Linked DNA regions of Gasterosteus aculeatus: region 2 is linked to region 1. The links are chromatin contacts, called in public Hi-C maps. All regions are on one chromosome and are shown on one strand. The core of a region is the stretch at or near the end of the contact, and the rest is flanking DNA. Distances in the headings are between cores, read along the strand shown. Region 1 holds the start of sod1 (superoxide dismutase 1, soluble). Region 2 overlaps tiam1a (TIAM Rac1 associated GEF 1a).

Region 1 (7,417 bases), core at 2,123-4,622:
GGCAGGGCCCCCCTCCTCCGGGTCCTCCCCCTTTTATCAGACCGGGGGGGCCTCGCGGCCTGGAGGGGCCAGAAGAAACGGATGGTAGACCATTCAGGGGAGACAGGCCTGCGTTCAGGGACAGAGAGCCAGAGCGGGACAGGGACTGGGACAGGGACAGAGAGCGGGACAGAGGTTTCGGAGGTGGAAGGCGTCCATTTGGCGACGGAGGGAGGGGTGGAGGCGGGGACAGAATGGAAGGGAGGGACCGACCCGGAGGATGGCAAGAAGATGGAGCAGGTCAACGTGGGGGAGGGTGGGAGAGGGACCGCGATCGGGACAGAGACAGAGATCGGGAGAGAGACCGCGATCGAGACAGAGACAGACGCGACTGGAGGGACAAGAGGAACAGTCTGGAGAGCGACAGGGAGCGGGGGAGGAGCGACGATGGGGATAGGGACCGAGGGAGGGCAGAGGGAGGAGAACGGGGAAAGGTAGAAGGAGGGAGTCTAGACAGAGGGAAGAGAGCTGAGGGAAAAGAAGGGGACCGTCCGAGGCGGTCCGAGAGACGAGAGAGGACCACCCGCTGGGACAGGGACGATCGATTGGCGGACCTGGAAAACAAGGAAAGACTTCAGACCCCTAATGCAACAGAGCAAACGCCTGTGACTCCTCTTGTAACCACGGAAACGGGCAAAGAACCAAGTGCGGAGGCTTCTGAAAAGAAGGCTGATTCTGAACTTTTAACTCCAGAGGCCACAACCGCCGCAGAAGAGCGGACGCCTTCTGTGCCCTCGCCCTCAGCTCAAAGTGAGCCCACGGAAACAAAACAGGAAGCAGCAGCAGAGATCGGCTCACTGCTCCTTCAGCCATAGACTGCTGTCAACCACTGAATGATGATTATTATTATTATTATAAATATTTTTTTTTTTTATAAAAGGTCTTTTTCACAATGATCGGCGTCCTCATCTCCTGGCATAAGTTTTCGATAATGTTTGCCAGTGGGTGATTGAACCTTTACGAACCACCGTCTCCCAGACGTGTTGTCAAACGTATGTAAATGGCTCTTTTCAGAAATACTTGTTTATGGTCAAATCTGGCTTCGCATCTCCTTCTGGGAACATGACCACGTGAAAATCATTTAGGTTAAATCGTTGTAGTTAAACTTGTTAATTTTCCCTGCAGGATGAAAGAACGAACGGAGTGTTTGCATGTTGTCCTTTCTAGGTTAATTGAGCGTAGCTTTTATGTTTTTAAGTCGACAGTGAAAACATATTTAGTTCTATGACACAAATGTATTTTTTACTTCATTGCCTTATCTGCGAGATAGCAGGCCCTCCTCAACCAGGTGAATATGTTCATTTTAAAACTTCAAGTCGAACACTGAATATCTTCCCCTCAAACAAACAATTTACTTCATTTTCTCTTGTTTTCATGTCATCTTGTGCTTCATATCCGCCCTGTCTGACCGCCTGTAATGCACAGCATTGAAAGGCCAATCAAGTATGTTGTAGGTGTATTGAATTAGGAAGGAAAAGTACATAGACGTGTTGGTAAATCCCTCCAAGAATTAGGTTTGCTACTTTGCTGACACCAATTTTGATTATGTCCCGGCTTTTTATTCTTTGAAACACTTTTTATTTCAGGTAGAATATTGTCTTGGTTATACCTGCTGCTTGGGTATGTATAATACATGGTTTTTATTGAAATTGTTATGTCTACCACTTGTATTGGAACAGAAATGTTGCCCAAACACACACATCATCATAAGACTTCGGGAATCGAGAATGCTTCCCAGTCATTTATTATGCGGTTCTTATCCAGCTTTCACTAATGGTCTTTTAATTCTTTGTGTGTGTGTGTGTGTGTGTGTGTGTGTGTGTATGTATGTATGTATGTATGTATATATATATATATTTTTTTTTTGGCAAAACATTAAACATTGTGGGGACTCGGAACCTAGGACTTTTAACGGTGGCATATTCAGAAAATCCAATTAGGCATTTTGACGTAACATGGACAAAAACAAGTTCAATTCGGGTCATGATGATACCGTATAGATCTCCCCTGTAAAATTGTGGTTGTAAAGAAATCAGATGTTATATAGATATTGGTACGCATAAATAAGGAAGAGTGATCCTATTTACAATAACTTTGCACCCTGTTCAAAAACTGCCGAAAACTAAAGTAAAAACAAGAAGAAATTAGATCTTTTGTCCTGGCGTCCTGGCTTCTGTTTAATGTTTTGACAAGTACTTTTCAGAACTAACATCAACGTCACAAAGGACATCACATCACAAAGGAAGTATATTTCTATTGGCATTTCAGTGAACTTCATGTCTCTTTCACTGCAGAGCAGCTTTAACTGAAATTACAGCTTCAAGATCAGATTCTACAAATTCAGCCCTTTCTAAAATCTATTTACCAAATACTAAGGAGACGGAATGAAGAGATTTGCTTGCGACACGCTGCTGTAAATATGCTTGTATCACTGACGATTCAGAACTGTATTTGTTGTTTATGATCTGTGATGCGTTTATGGTGGAGGAGGAAATTGACTGGGAAGGAACAACGAAGAAGTCTTGCTTTAACATTTTTCCTGAGGGTTTAGAAGGGTTCAGATGTTTCTATGATTGGTTAGTAACACAAAAACACATGGGCATAATACCTCCAAAATTTCAGCCAGAGGAAAGTGTTTTTAATAAACTATTTTTGTACCAAATATTTTTGCTTGTTTAAATGATATTCTATGTTTTAGTGTTGGTACACATACTGGACTGTTATTTCCACTATACTGATATTTATTACACTTACAGCTTACAGGTGGACATTTGATGTCGTTCAAATCTATCGTCGTGAAAAAGGAGCCGTTAAGAGTTCCACGGCAGTGTTGGATCCTAGTCACAGACAGCACGAGTTCTAAGTGAGCTTAGAACTCGTGCTGTCTGTGACTAAATGTCATTTTAACAGTCACTGCATCTTCATCATTGTATATGTAACAACAATAGAGAGATTGTAGGCTGTGCATGAGCATCTGACTTTATTAAGCATGTGACTGTCAACAGTGTACCCCCACCGTATTAAGAAAGATGGTACAAATATTAGGCCATTGATTGATATTCAACATTTTTTCCTGGATACACTAGTCAATTTAATAACAATAGTACTGATAGATGACTGATAGATTAAGATGACAGCAATATATTTGTCAACCACATGATGCATTTTTACAAATTCCAATTTTTAATTGCAAGAATTATTCTAACGATGCAGTGCGATGTGAATATGTCATGTGGCCCTGGCGAAGCATTATGGATTTGTTCACCCACTTAATGTGTTAAGATTAGTAGCCAATCAAAATATGTCATTTTGACTATAGTCGATTCCGATTGGCTCTCTGTATTACACGCCCGCCCATTCGATGCCTACAAATATAGTTGTCGCCACACTGTCGTCTCTACCTACCAAGCTTGTCTGGAACTTGTGCATCGCCTGAAACTACTGCGAAGATGGTTGTGAAAGCTGTGTGTGTGCTGAAAGGAGCAGGCGAGACCACTGGGACCATTTATTTTGAGCAGGAAGTAAGGCGTGCAACGTTACCTTCAGCCGAGGAACTATCTAACGTTAGTTAGCCGTTATATTTAAACTAACCGTTAGCGCGTCAATGCTATACAAGCTAACGTTAAATCCTCCCTTCACGAGTATAACGTTAGGTTTTGAATGGTTGACGGGAGCTAACTGGCTAACGTCACTTATTACGTTTTGAATGACCACGCATCGAAATTGGTCAGATGTAAGATTAGCAACCCACCGCCGACCAAAGTCCTAGCTCTCCAACGACGGGCACGGTTATTCAACGCAAACCAACGTTAGCCCGCACGGTGCGACGTCAAAGCCTTAAATGAGCGCTAAAGTGCGCAGGCAGACCGAGCGGCGTGTTACTTAACTAACCCTTTTTTAATTAAAAATAGGCTGACCCTGTGGACGTAAATGAGGATCCAACACTGCCGCAAAAGTGGTAACCTTTGCACGTTTTACGCCCTATTTTTTATTAATGATCAACAGCGCGTGCATTGAAACCGCCTGTTGCATAATTCGAGCGTGTGCGAGGTGTCAACCGCTAATCTTGCCGGTTTGACTCATTCATTACTATTTGTTTTTGCAGCCGTTCCGCTGAAAGGCTTTCATTTAAAAGTGGCACCAGCTTTTAAAACCAGCGCACAAACGCACTTGCCCACTAACGCGGTTGTTTTTCTGTTGTTTTTGCTGAGTCACTGCTATCCCTCGTTCTGGTTCCCTTTGCCTCCACTGCGTGGCCTTCTAGATGAGGTCAGCAGCAGGGAAACCCTTTGGATTGCTGATGGCTTTCAAATATCTAGTTGGTTTGTGGTCGTGCTGCCATAGTGTTGTATTATTGATCGGTCAGTCTTCGTGGATGCAGACTTTTTTTTTTTTTTTTTTTTTTGTAGAGCCAATCAGATCTTTAACCAAGCGGTAATTTCAGCGTGCTGCCACTTGCACAGCTGACTGTCACCAGGCAGAACGCAGAAGACAAAGGCCAGATCAGTTTCTCCACCCTCAGACAAAACGTCCCTTTCACTCAGAGCTTAGTGTTTCACGGCATTTGTCTTTTTGATCCCAACACTTTTCACCCAACTTTCTATTGAGGCTTTTTTGAGAATTAAAGTGTGGATTTCTTGTTGACAAGAGACTCGTCAGTTTTAAATTTGCTTCAAAAATAAATATTTACCATTTAAAGCCTTAAAGATTTTTAATGTGTGTGTGTGTGTGTGTGTGTGTGTGTGTGTGTGTGTGTGTATATTGTATTTTATGTTACCAAGTGACTGCAAAATTTGACGGAAACACTCCTAGCCAGCTGACTCTGACTGCTCTTTTGTCCTGATTGGTCAGAGCGATAAAGCGGCTGTGAAGCTGACTGGTGAAATCAAAGGCCTCACTCCTGGAGAGCATGGCTTCCATGTCCATGCTTTTGGAGACAATACAAACGGTAAGAATCTGTTGATGGTTGTGTAAAGCTGAAGTTTCTAAACCATCTGGACCTGCAAATGAATATTGCTGTAATTGACAGTTTTAGTAAACTTGTACTGCTAATCTTTTGTGATGAGGAGTTTTATTTTATTCCTTGTTTCCAAGGGTGCATTAGTGCGGGCCCTCACTTCAATCCCCATAGCAAGACTCACGCAGGCCCTAATGATGAAATCAGGCATGTTGGCGACTTGGGAAATGTGACTGCTGGAGGAGATAATATTGCCAAGATAGACATCACAGACAAGGTGATCACCCTCACTGGCCAGCATTCCATCATTGGCAGAACCATGGTGGTGAGTAAAAGAGCATCATTGCAAATAGAAATTCTCATCTAGGCTTTAGTGATGCAAACAAACACTGCGTTTTGTGTCCTGTGTTTAGATCCACGAGAAAGCAGACGACCTGGGAAAAGGTGGCAACGAAGAGAGTCTAAAGACAGGCAACGCTGGTAGTCGTCTGGCGTGTGGAGTCATTGGCATCGCCCAGTAAACGTCTGGCACTAGAAACAACTTTTACCAAAAGCACTTACTGAGACCAACGTAGCTTCTCAATGTGGCAGTTTGTCCTCTTCGACCCGCTGTGGCTTTTTATAGAGTAGTTGAGCCTTGCATTACCATGTTTGTTCCTCATGACAATCTGTATGTATGGGTTTGTGTCTGCTGATTAGTTTTGGTCCCATTGACTTGGTAATAAACTGATCCAAACATTGATCAACGCTGTTGGTTCATCAGAATTGTGTGTCTATTGCCTCGGCCACTAGAGGGCATTGTTACTCTGCACAACTCAAACAAATCTTGATGCCTGTCTACACGTCATTGAAACACATTGTATCATTGCGATTCAACTATTGGGTATTTGTCATTGCAGGAGATGTAGCAATGCATGCCAGTGGCTGGACATGTCCACACGTCAATGCTGCACTCCGTGGTGGTATGGCCTTATTTACCATAACCATGATATTTAGAACTAAAATATTTATTTATTTATATGTCTAATGTTCCCTAAATCTGTCCCCTGCTCCATAAGAGTTTACCTTCACAATGATATTGTAGCGGCGGTGGATGTTCTTTGGTTATTTGCAGCTATCTTTTGAATAGTAAACTACTTTTGAATTTAGACTGTAATTTGCCAGCAAAGATAAACGTACGAGTTGAATTTGATAGCATAACAATTTTAAATTCTTTATAAATGTTATTGCGACTTCTGATACGACCGCCCTGCTGTTAAAATGATCGCATAGAGGTTTGATTATCCTGCGAAGCACAACTTTTGCACATATGCTATACATAACAAATCTAATATCTGTTGCACAGGCCACTGTAGCCACCCCACTAAAAATGATCTTGAAATTAGATTCTTGGTCTTCATCCATGATATTGAACTGAACAGCTGTGCCCTGAACTGGCCAGCACACACACACACACACACACGTATGTTTCCGCATCCCTTTCGACATGTAGCTGGCACACTGCACGTACAAATTGTGTGCTCTTAAAGCCTTTTTTCCTTTCATGGGAATGGCGGATGCTCCCATGTGAAGTGATTTGGCGCTCACTGCTCTTCTCCCCCCGAGGGAAATGAGGTCTTGGAGGTCCTTCAATGGAGTTAATGCCTCAGGGAATAATCCAGTGGCAAGCTGCAGAGTGCGTGTTGTCTAAATGAATTCATGACATCTTTACCGTAGGAAAAATAAATATATGTAGCCGGGTGTACGGGTCTCTTCCTCGGATTTCAGCTTTAGTAGATCAGCTTCTGCTCTTGAATTTGACCTTTGCGGTCAGTCAGCAGAATTGGTGGCAGTGCCAAATAAGAATTAGGGAACCGTAAGGCCTTATTTTATTGTTTGTCTGTCCGCCTCCCATCACCAGGGTCAATAGCCGTGGCAAATGCAATTGCAGTATCATTTTGATTTTCTGCAGCCTTTTTTTTTAAACATCTTTTTTTATTCATCATGCTGTATTCGCCTGTATGCACTGAAGTCCATGAATGCTTTGTTCCTGGGCATCTGAAGTGATGCAGTTTCATACCGAGCGCCCCCGGTCAGCCAAAAACTGCACATACAAGGTGAAATAGCTGTATTAGTGTAGACGGATGCAGCCATCAGAGCGGAAAGACATACTGACTGTAAAAGCTGGTATAAATAGCCTGGGAGTGGAGGTGATGAATAATAGAGACTTACCGATGCTGCTGACAGTGAGGGAGAGCGACTGTGACAGCGGGACAATCCAACGAAGCTCCGTATGAATGAGAAAGAAGTTATTATCTAGCCAGCTCATTTAATTTATACTTTTGTACAGGGTCACATCGGAAGATTCGCATCATATTTAAGGACACTTTTTAATTGTTCATGAAAGCACACCAACAAAGCCAGCACCAAGTGTTTAAATTA
Region 2 (7,417 bases), core at 2,095-4,594, 50 kb after region 1:
TATTATTATTATTATTATTATTATATAAAAACCCTGTGGCAGGTCTTATCCTAAGTATTTCTTCATGTATGTTAGACAGGTTTTTTGTGGGTGTGTGTGTAGCGAGAAAGCTGGAAGAGCTTAGCAGAATTTTTCTCATGTGAGAAGAATGTTTTAAAAGATCTGACTCAAGCAACGCGTATGTAAGTGGTTTGACATGCGCACACAACCAGAGTTCACACACTCTTAACTGCTTTGAAGTCGCTTTGCAGTGAACTCACCTTGATGAATCATTCATGCAGTTAATCCGGTGACACCTACAACATAGTGTGCCCCTAATCCTATTCCTACATAAATACTAGATTTGTTTCATACAATACTAACGTATTGCATGACTTATTTGTAGTGTGTTGAATAGATAGCACATGCGTGCTCCATATGTACTGTATGTGTGCGTGCTCTGGAGCACAGAGATGAGGACAGACAGGTGATTGAAAGAGTGAGTGAACGGCATCACTGTCTAATTAAGATTACGTCGGGTCCGATCAGGGTCGGCGCATTGATTGCCGGGACACGCTGTGTGCCAGCCGGTCTCCCTTGGATACGGTTGTCACTTCCATTACCATGGCAATGTCTGATCACCAGTAATCCACCGGAAACATTTTTTTTCCTACTTCTCACAATAGCCCAGACGTGGAGGGGTGGGAAAGGAGAGCAGGGAAGGGACGGCACTGCGTTCTGTCTCGGATATGTGTCACTGAGCTTCAGTCTGGAAGGCGACCTTAATGGGTGAGGTCAGAGCCGGATCCGGTCCTTTTGGACAGTGGTGGTTCTGTGACTCTGATGTGCCATCATTCGTTTGAAGCAAAGTATGTGAGGATAAGAGAAAGGCTGAAAGGCCCTGCAGGATGGCTGAATGAGGACGAGGGACTTTAAGTCTCATTTGGTGCACTTCACTTAATGTGGGGAAAACCGCCAGCAGTTCTAAAGTTGTTCAACTTTACAACAGTTTGATCCTCTGCGCGGCTTCTAATGCACATTTAAGAGATTTTGCTCGAAATCCATTCAAATCTGTTCCAACATGTACAAAATGCAGAATATGATCTCCACATAAAAGCCTTTTTGAAACTGAGCAAACTAAGTTGGTTTTGCAAAGATTTTGCAATTTCAGTGTTGACAGAGTAGCTGTTTTTTTTTTTAACAGTGAAAAACTATTCATTTTATTAATTAACAAATTAGCATATGCAAATTAAGTAAAAACTTCAGTCAGCATAAAAATGAGCTCGTTGATCATCAACCAATTGTTTTTTTTAAATTCTAGACTTTCCTTTCATGAAACAATGCAGTCTATTTTGGAGGCAAAATAAGGCTTGAGATATTGCTAACCCACATTCATAACATGTCCTCTCTCAGTCATATACTTCTTTGTTTTATCAGATGCAGTTTTATATACAAGTGGAATTGAAAAAAGGCAAACAAACGCAAAGCTCTAGAAATCTTTGATGTCGCGTTCACCTTTCAGTGTCTCGACGCCAGTCCTGTGCTGTCTTCCATCCCTGTAATTTCAATCTGCTGTTTGTTTTGGCCTCATTTTTGTCACCCTCTCATTTTTCTTGTAATTTTTTTTTTTTTAAATCTTGGTTCCTTGATCTATTGTCATATATTTTTCCATAGATGTCCTTTAGTCTGACATGACAGCTCAGCGTTTTGTTTGTCCTCTCTGATTATCCGGTCTCATCTTTGGTTTGAATGCGGTTTCTCGTCTCCTTTGTCCCATTGGAACTTAAAATAATAACACGTTTTTAGTTATCTTTTTTAAATTTGGGGTTGACCCTTTTTTTTGTTTTTGTTTTTTTGGCCATGGTTTTGTTTCCACACTCGCTCTTTGGAATGCCTCCAAAGTGCTGAAGATTCTGTCTCGCCTCATTTCAACCACCGCCTGCAGCTATACGGTGGCAAGAAGGACAAAAAGGAGGCAAAATGGGACAATTTTAATTATCCCCACATTCTAATTACTTCATTCTGCACAGTGTTTCACATCATTTAGTGGAGATGAAGTGAGTGTCTGGCTAGCCGGAGGAAACGAGGAGGTTCATTATTTTGGACAAAGCACAGAGCAACCTCCTCGATATGAAAAACCAACTGCAGATTCAAACGGTGATTGCTTGCGATAATAGAGATGGCTGATTTTAATGTTCTCCAAGGTGTAGTCGTCCTCACTGAGGGTGCTGGTTATAATTTACAAACCACTATTGGTTTGGCTTTGGGGGCTTTGAAATGGGAAATGCATTATTCATTGGATGATCCGTGGAGGGGACAGTTCCCATCAAGATTTGTTTTGATTTCACTCCTGGTACAATCCAGGTTAATTTGCCCTCTGCATGCAGTGCGCTTGTTATTCTAGTGGTTACTGACTACTAGAATACACACATCTTGTATATCTTTAGCTTTAACATAAACTATTTAATTTAATTATTACTTCTTTAAATGATCCCTCAACGCAATGGAGACCAAGCAGGTTCCCTGTGTAGATTCCCTCTATTCGGCCTTACAGCTTTGACTCGGTGGTTGCTGTCGTCTCACAGCCGTCCACTAGAGGGAGCACTGGGTAGATTCAACGCTGCAAAACCGCAATGTTTCTAACACTAAGCATGCAACCCCGAACAGATCCGGTCATCTATATATGAATATCTACATTGATTATCTCAGTATTCAGTCATCTATAGATTGTATTAGATGTGTCTTTTTGTAGTATAGGTATGTTGTATGATTTTCAATGAGGATTGAAATAAATGCTCAAAATTGCATTTTCCCTGAAGTCCGTTATTAACGCCCAAAGGTGGACACTTTTTTTTAGGGATGTAAAGACAGTATCTTGCACTTGACACTTCCCTCGCCCTTCTTCCTTCCAAAGTTGTAGGATGCTCGCAGGGGATCGGAGATCCTGACACAGTCTGAAAAAGCAACGGCTTCAAAGCCTAAATGCTCATGCATACTGTAGATTTGTAAAGACTCGTGTCATAATATCCTTTTGCTTTGAGATTAAATGATTAAAGCCTCTGTCTCTGTGTCGTGGCGTTTATATCCCATCATTCCTCGTAGGGATTTATGGATTTGCAGGTTTCCCTGATTTCAAATGAAACTGAACTTCAAGACTATACTCCCCCCACCTCCTCTGTTTGTTGACGAGCACATTCCTGCCCTCGAGTACGAGTACATGCCATCCAAATGTACATTTACTTATACACGTGCATAATACTCCATGTCAAAAATTCAATTCACCGAGTGCACACACACACACATGCTTGTGTTTCTGTGCGCCAGGTTATGTGGTCACGTGTAATCTGTTGACGCTGGCTCTCACTGTTGGTGGTTTCAGCCCACGGCTGTGTGAGCAGGTTTGTGCCTGCCTCCACGCTCCTCCCTCATGCTGTACTCCTGTGTAATGAAGGGCGAGTCTGTGATCCAGTACATTTTGTAAGCGGGTGATTCCTCTGTTGGAAATGATAAGGAGATTGGATTTACAAAGAATAAGGTATCTATTTGTTGCCTGCTTCTAATTGTTTTTGTTCATGTATTCTGTTTTTAAGCTGTTGTCTTTTTTTACATGTCTGAGGTCCATTTGTCTTCAACTGAGACTCCAATTCAATCTTAATGTTTTTGTTTCTTGTCACCGGTCCGTAACATACCCTGTTTTTCCTCATTGTATTATTTAGCCTTTTTTGAGTGTGTGCAGCAGGTGTGGTATGTTTCTCATTACTTAGCCGTTGTGGCACGAGTGCTTGAAGTTCCAGTTCCATCTGGATCACATATCATTTGTAAAATATACTTCTATCTGCGTTGATATCCATGGATAGAAGTTTAGTGTTTTCATTAACGCGGGCAATGGAGCTCATCCATAATACCGCCTTGTGTTTTAACATGGCTGCTGTCCATTCTTAAGAGTCGTCTCTGCTGTCTTTTCATCCCCGTCTGGCTCGCCTCCAACCACTGCTTCCTCACCCCCGTTAAACCGTTTGTCAGGACGCGTTCAACATCCTGCACAGTGTATTACTCGTACATTTTGGCAGAAGAAGTTAAAGCCATTCCCCCTGGCTCGGAGCGCCATTGCACAAGGAGTGCAAGCTACCTGGTCTGGAAAAGGACCCCTGACTTCTCCTTGACCCTTTTTCTGTTCGACCTTGTCAGCATGTTTGCTTTTTAGGAGGAGCAGGAGCTGCGGACGCTCTGCTGAATCCATCTATGATGTGTGTGTGTGTGTGTGTGTGTGTGTGTGAGATCCTGCAGAAGTCAGTGATTATGTGATGGGGCCGAGGGTAGAGGTTCGATTTCCATCAGCAGAATATTTGTGGCCCATCACACGTGATAATATGAACTCCTATTTATATTTCAGTGGAAGTAACGAGTACCACAGATCTAAGAATTGGGCTGCATCAACAGTTGTTGGGAATTTACCAATTGAGTATTGCTTATCTTGTATTTATACCTTTTTTGAGTCATAGTCTGATTATTGACACGTTTCAACATTGTGTTATTTCATGCTGCCCATAGGTTGCATGAAATAACACAATTAGTGTGTGTGTGTGTGTGTGTGTGTGTCTACGAAGGAGTGTGCAAGGTGACTGAAGGACAGTCTGATAGGCAGCTCATTTTACTTGCATATACTTTTGTTTCCTTGCGTGGTTGTCGATTGTGTTCAAGCGGCATACGGAACTCTTCTTAACTCAATTGGCATCAGCACGGCTGTCGGGTTGTGTGCGTGCGTGTGGACCCGGCACTTTCGCAAAACCGGTTTGAAAACCACCGTGCAAATTTGTGTTTGTCATCGCCGCAGCCAACGGGAGACGACCGTAAAATCAGCCACGACGAGCCGCGTCTTCGAGCGGACCAGCTGTCTGCAGATCAGTCAACAGAAACTCCCAAGCATGCCTGGGTGTGTCGTCACAGATGACAATTATTAGCCGCCTTCTCTGACTCCGAAACTCCACACGGATGTGGGACCTTTTTGTGTGATCTACAATCGCAGCAATTGCTTTCATGAATATGACGGACAACTGCAGAAATGTCCACCTGTTTTCAGCTCCGCTCTACACCAGTGGCTTATTTATCTATTTGTGTCTCCTTGTGATGGTTTGTGCTTGGGGAGTTAAGAATCAGTCATGTGATACAGGAAGTGCACTTGTGTGGGTTGCGGTTTTTCAAGCTGCTGTTTCATGGTACTGAATACGTTTTAATAGCAGTAATAATTGGTTATCTGACCAATTAAGTCACCTGTTGTTGTTTTTTTTAAGAGTTCCTTCTGATGTATTCTCTCTTTCTCCACAGAGCACGGAGCAGGTCACCGCTTTCTGCCGCAGTCTCCATGACATGAATCCCCTGGAGCGCCCTATGTCATCTTCCTCATCTTCGTCCTCGTCATCCCTCTCCCCGAGCCCCGTGTCAGCTTTACCGCCCGCGGCGGGCATCGCCACCCAGAGACAGCTCTCCCACGCAGACAAACTCCGCAAGGTCATCAATGAACTTGTGGAGACGGAGAAGACATACGTCAAAGTCAGTAAAGCTCTCCTTTAACGCACAATTCAATACCTAGTGAGTCACATTTGTATCCACTTGATGATCGTGTGCACACCATCTCATAAGGTTGATGGTAAAACTGTATACAACTTAGTTTGAGTTGTTCTCGTCATTGTTTATAGGCGTGCAAATTGTTAATATGTTAATAAAATGAACCAGCCTTGGCTTTACACAAGCTCTTCCCCGTTCTTCCTTCAACAACGGATCATGCTGATCTTGTTAACATCCCTTGTCTTTTTCAGGACCTGAGGTGCCTCATAGAGTGCTACTTAACACCTCTGCAGAAAGAGAGCTTCCTTACACAGGATGAGGTACCTTTTCTACTTGATCTATATAATCCAAGAATACAGAACTTTGTACGAATTGTTGTAGATTTCCAGAAAAACCGAAACACCGCCAGTGCTCTGGAGGTGGGAACAGTATCACAACGACGTTTTGCATGTGTTTTAGCTGGACGTTTTGTTCGGTAACCTCGGGGAGATGGTGGAGTTCCAGGTGGAGTTTCTGCAGACACTAGAAGATGGGATCAGACTGGTGCCAGATCTGGACCGATTGGAAAAGGTGGCGCAGTTTAAGGTGGGGCAACTTTCATCTCCTTAAATCTGTTACATTTTCAATCCTCGAATCGTCTTGTCACATTTTTACTGTTTATTAACCCGTTTCTTGCTCGATAGGTGATATGCTCCATTACATCTTACTGCTCTGGTCCTCCCAAACAAAAAAACATCCACTTAAAATCTAGAGGGGTCAAGGATAAAAAAAATCCAATGCCTGTGTGTTTCCACAGAAAGTGCTGTTCTCCTTGGGAGGTTCATTCCTGTATTATGCCGATCGCTTCAAGATCTACAGCGCCTTCTGCGCCAGCCACACCAAGGTCCCCAAGGTCCTGGCTAAAGGTAAACGCATTGACTGGTTGAAGTTGCACAGGAGTTAAACTCTCTTGTGGTAGCCGAGGTGATTGTGTAGTGCAAGAATTTAGTTTAATTCCCACGGCCCGCCGTATTGAGGGAGAGCTGCAACCAGTTTCAGCACGCAGTGAGGCATACAATTTCAGATTTGCAGAATTGAGTTGAAAGGTATTTGAATGTTGAAACGGTTGAGTTCTGCACTTCAACTGTTTTGTTTGTTAGGCTGACAAAAACTTTTCAGCAGCCACCAGGTTTTCATATTATGATTATGATATTATGGTGGTGATATTATATCAGTTTGTGTTCCATTGTCATTTGATCAAAATATATCAATATAATATTTCTGCTCCTCCAGCGAAAACCGACCCAGATTTCAAGGCTTTTTTGGCTGAGAGGAACCCGAGACAACAACATTCATCCACTCTGGAGTCTTACTTGATCAAACCCATCCAGAGGGTCCTGAAGTACCCGTTGCTGCTCAGGGAGCTCCACTCACTCACTCACCCTGACAGCGAGGAACACTACCACCTGGACGGTAAGCCAGTGTCTTTATTTGGGGGGGGGGGGAGGCGTGGGGGGTTATTCACATTCATGATATCCGCTGCAGACCCATGGAACTATGATTAACGAAGAATGGGTGAATTATGGTAACCACGTTTTAAGGGATGATGAATGTTTGTCCAATTCAGTTGCTATGAAGGCCATGAACAAAGTTGCGAGCCACATCAATGAGATGCAAAAGCTTCACGAGGAGTACGGAGCCGTTTTCGACCAGCTCATCAACGACCAGACTTCAGATAAAAAAGAGGTAAACATGATCGCTCCCACTTTGTTCAAGGCCAGATCTTTAAATCCGATGGATTATCCAATAACATGAATTCATATTTTAAAATCTGTTTGACTACCATTTGCTCCAGGTGGCTGACCTCTCAATGGGCGATCTTTTGCTGCATTCT

The links. A called contact is a pair of places that touch in the nucleus more often than the background predicts.
Region 2: a contact with region 1 is called in a Hi-C map of tail fin, with 4 times the contacts expected there. The contact joins the enhancer-like site here to the promoter of sod1 in region 1. A contact is called at or near these places in 5 of 6 Hi-C or Micro-C datasets (blood and trunk muscle, skeletal muscle, tail fin and 1 more).

Annotation. Positions count from the first base shown.
Region 1 is chr7:24,176,478-24,183,894 of fGasAcu3.hap1.1, forward strand. sod1 (superoxide dismutase 1, soluble) reads left to right here and starts at 3,373. Exons shown (of 4, transcript XM_040182503.2): 1 at 3,373-3,560; 2 at 4,891-4,987; 3 at 5,134-5,321; 4 at 5,410-5,738. The coding sequence starts at 3,489. The coding sequence ends at 5,517. scaf4a (SR-related CTD-associated factor 4a) reads left to right here. Exons shown (of 19, transcript XM_040182263.2): 19 at 1-2,701. The coding sequence ends at 854.
Region 2 is chr7:24,226,202-24,233,618 of fGasAcu3.hap1.1, forward strand. It overlaps tiam1a (TIAM Rac1 associated GEF 1a), which reads left to right. Exons shown (of 29, transcript XM_040180468.2): 18 at 5,305-5,529; 19 at 5,796-5,864; 20 at 6,004-6,129; 21 at 6,341-6,449; 22 at 6,817-6,996; 23 at 7,151-7,269; 24 at 7,379-7,417. Among protein-coding and RNA genes, the nearest start is that of grik1a, 11 kb to the right of the region's middle. Within about 2 kb of position 3,345, at least 6 of the 9 cell types and tissues checked have open chromatin away from gene starts, as enhancers often do.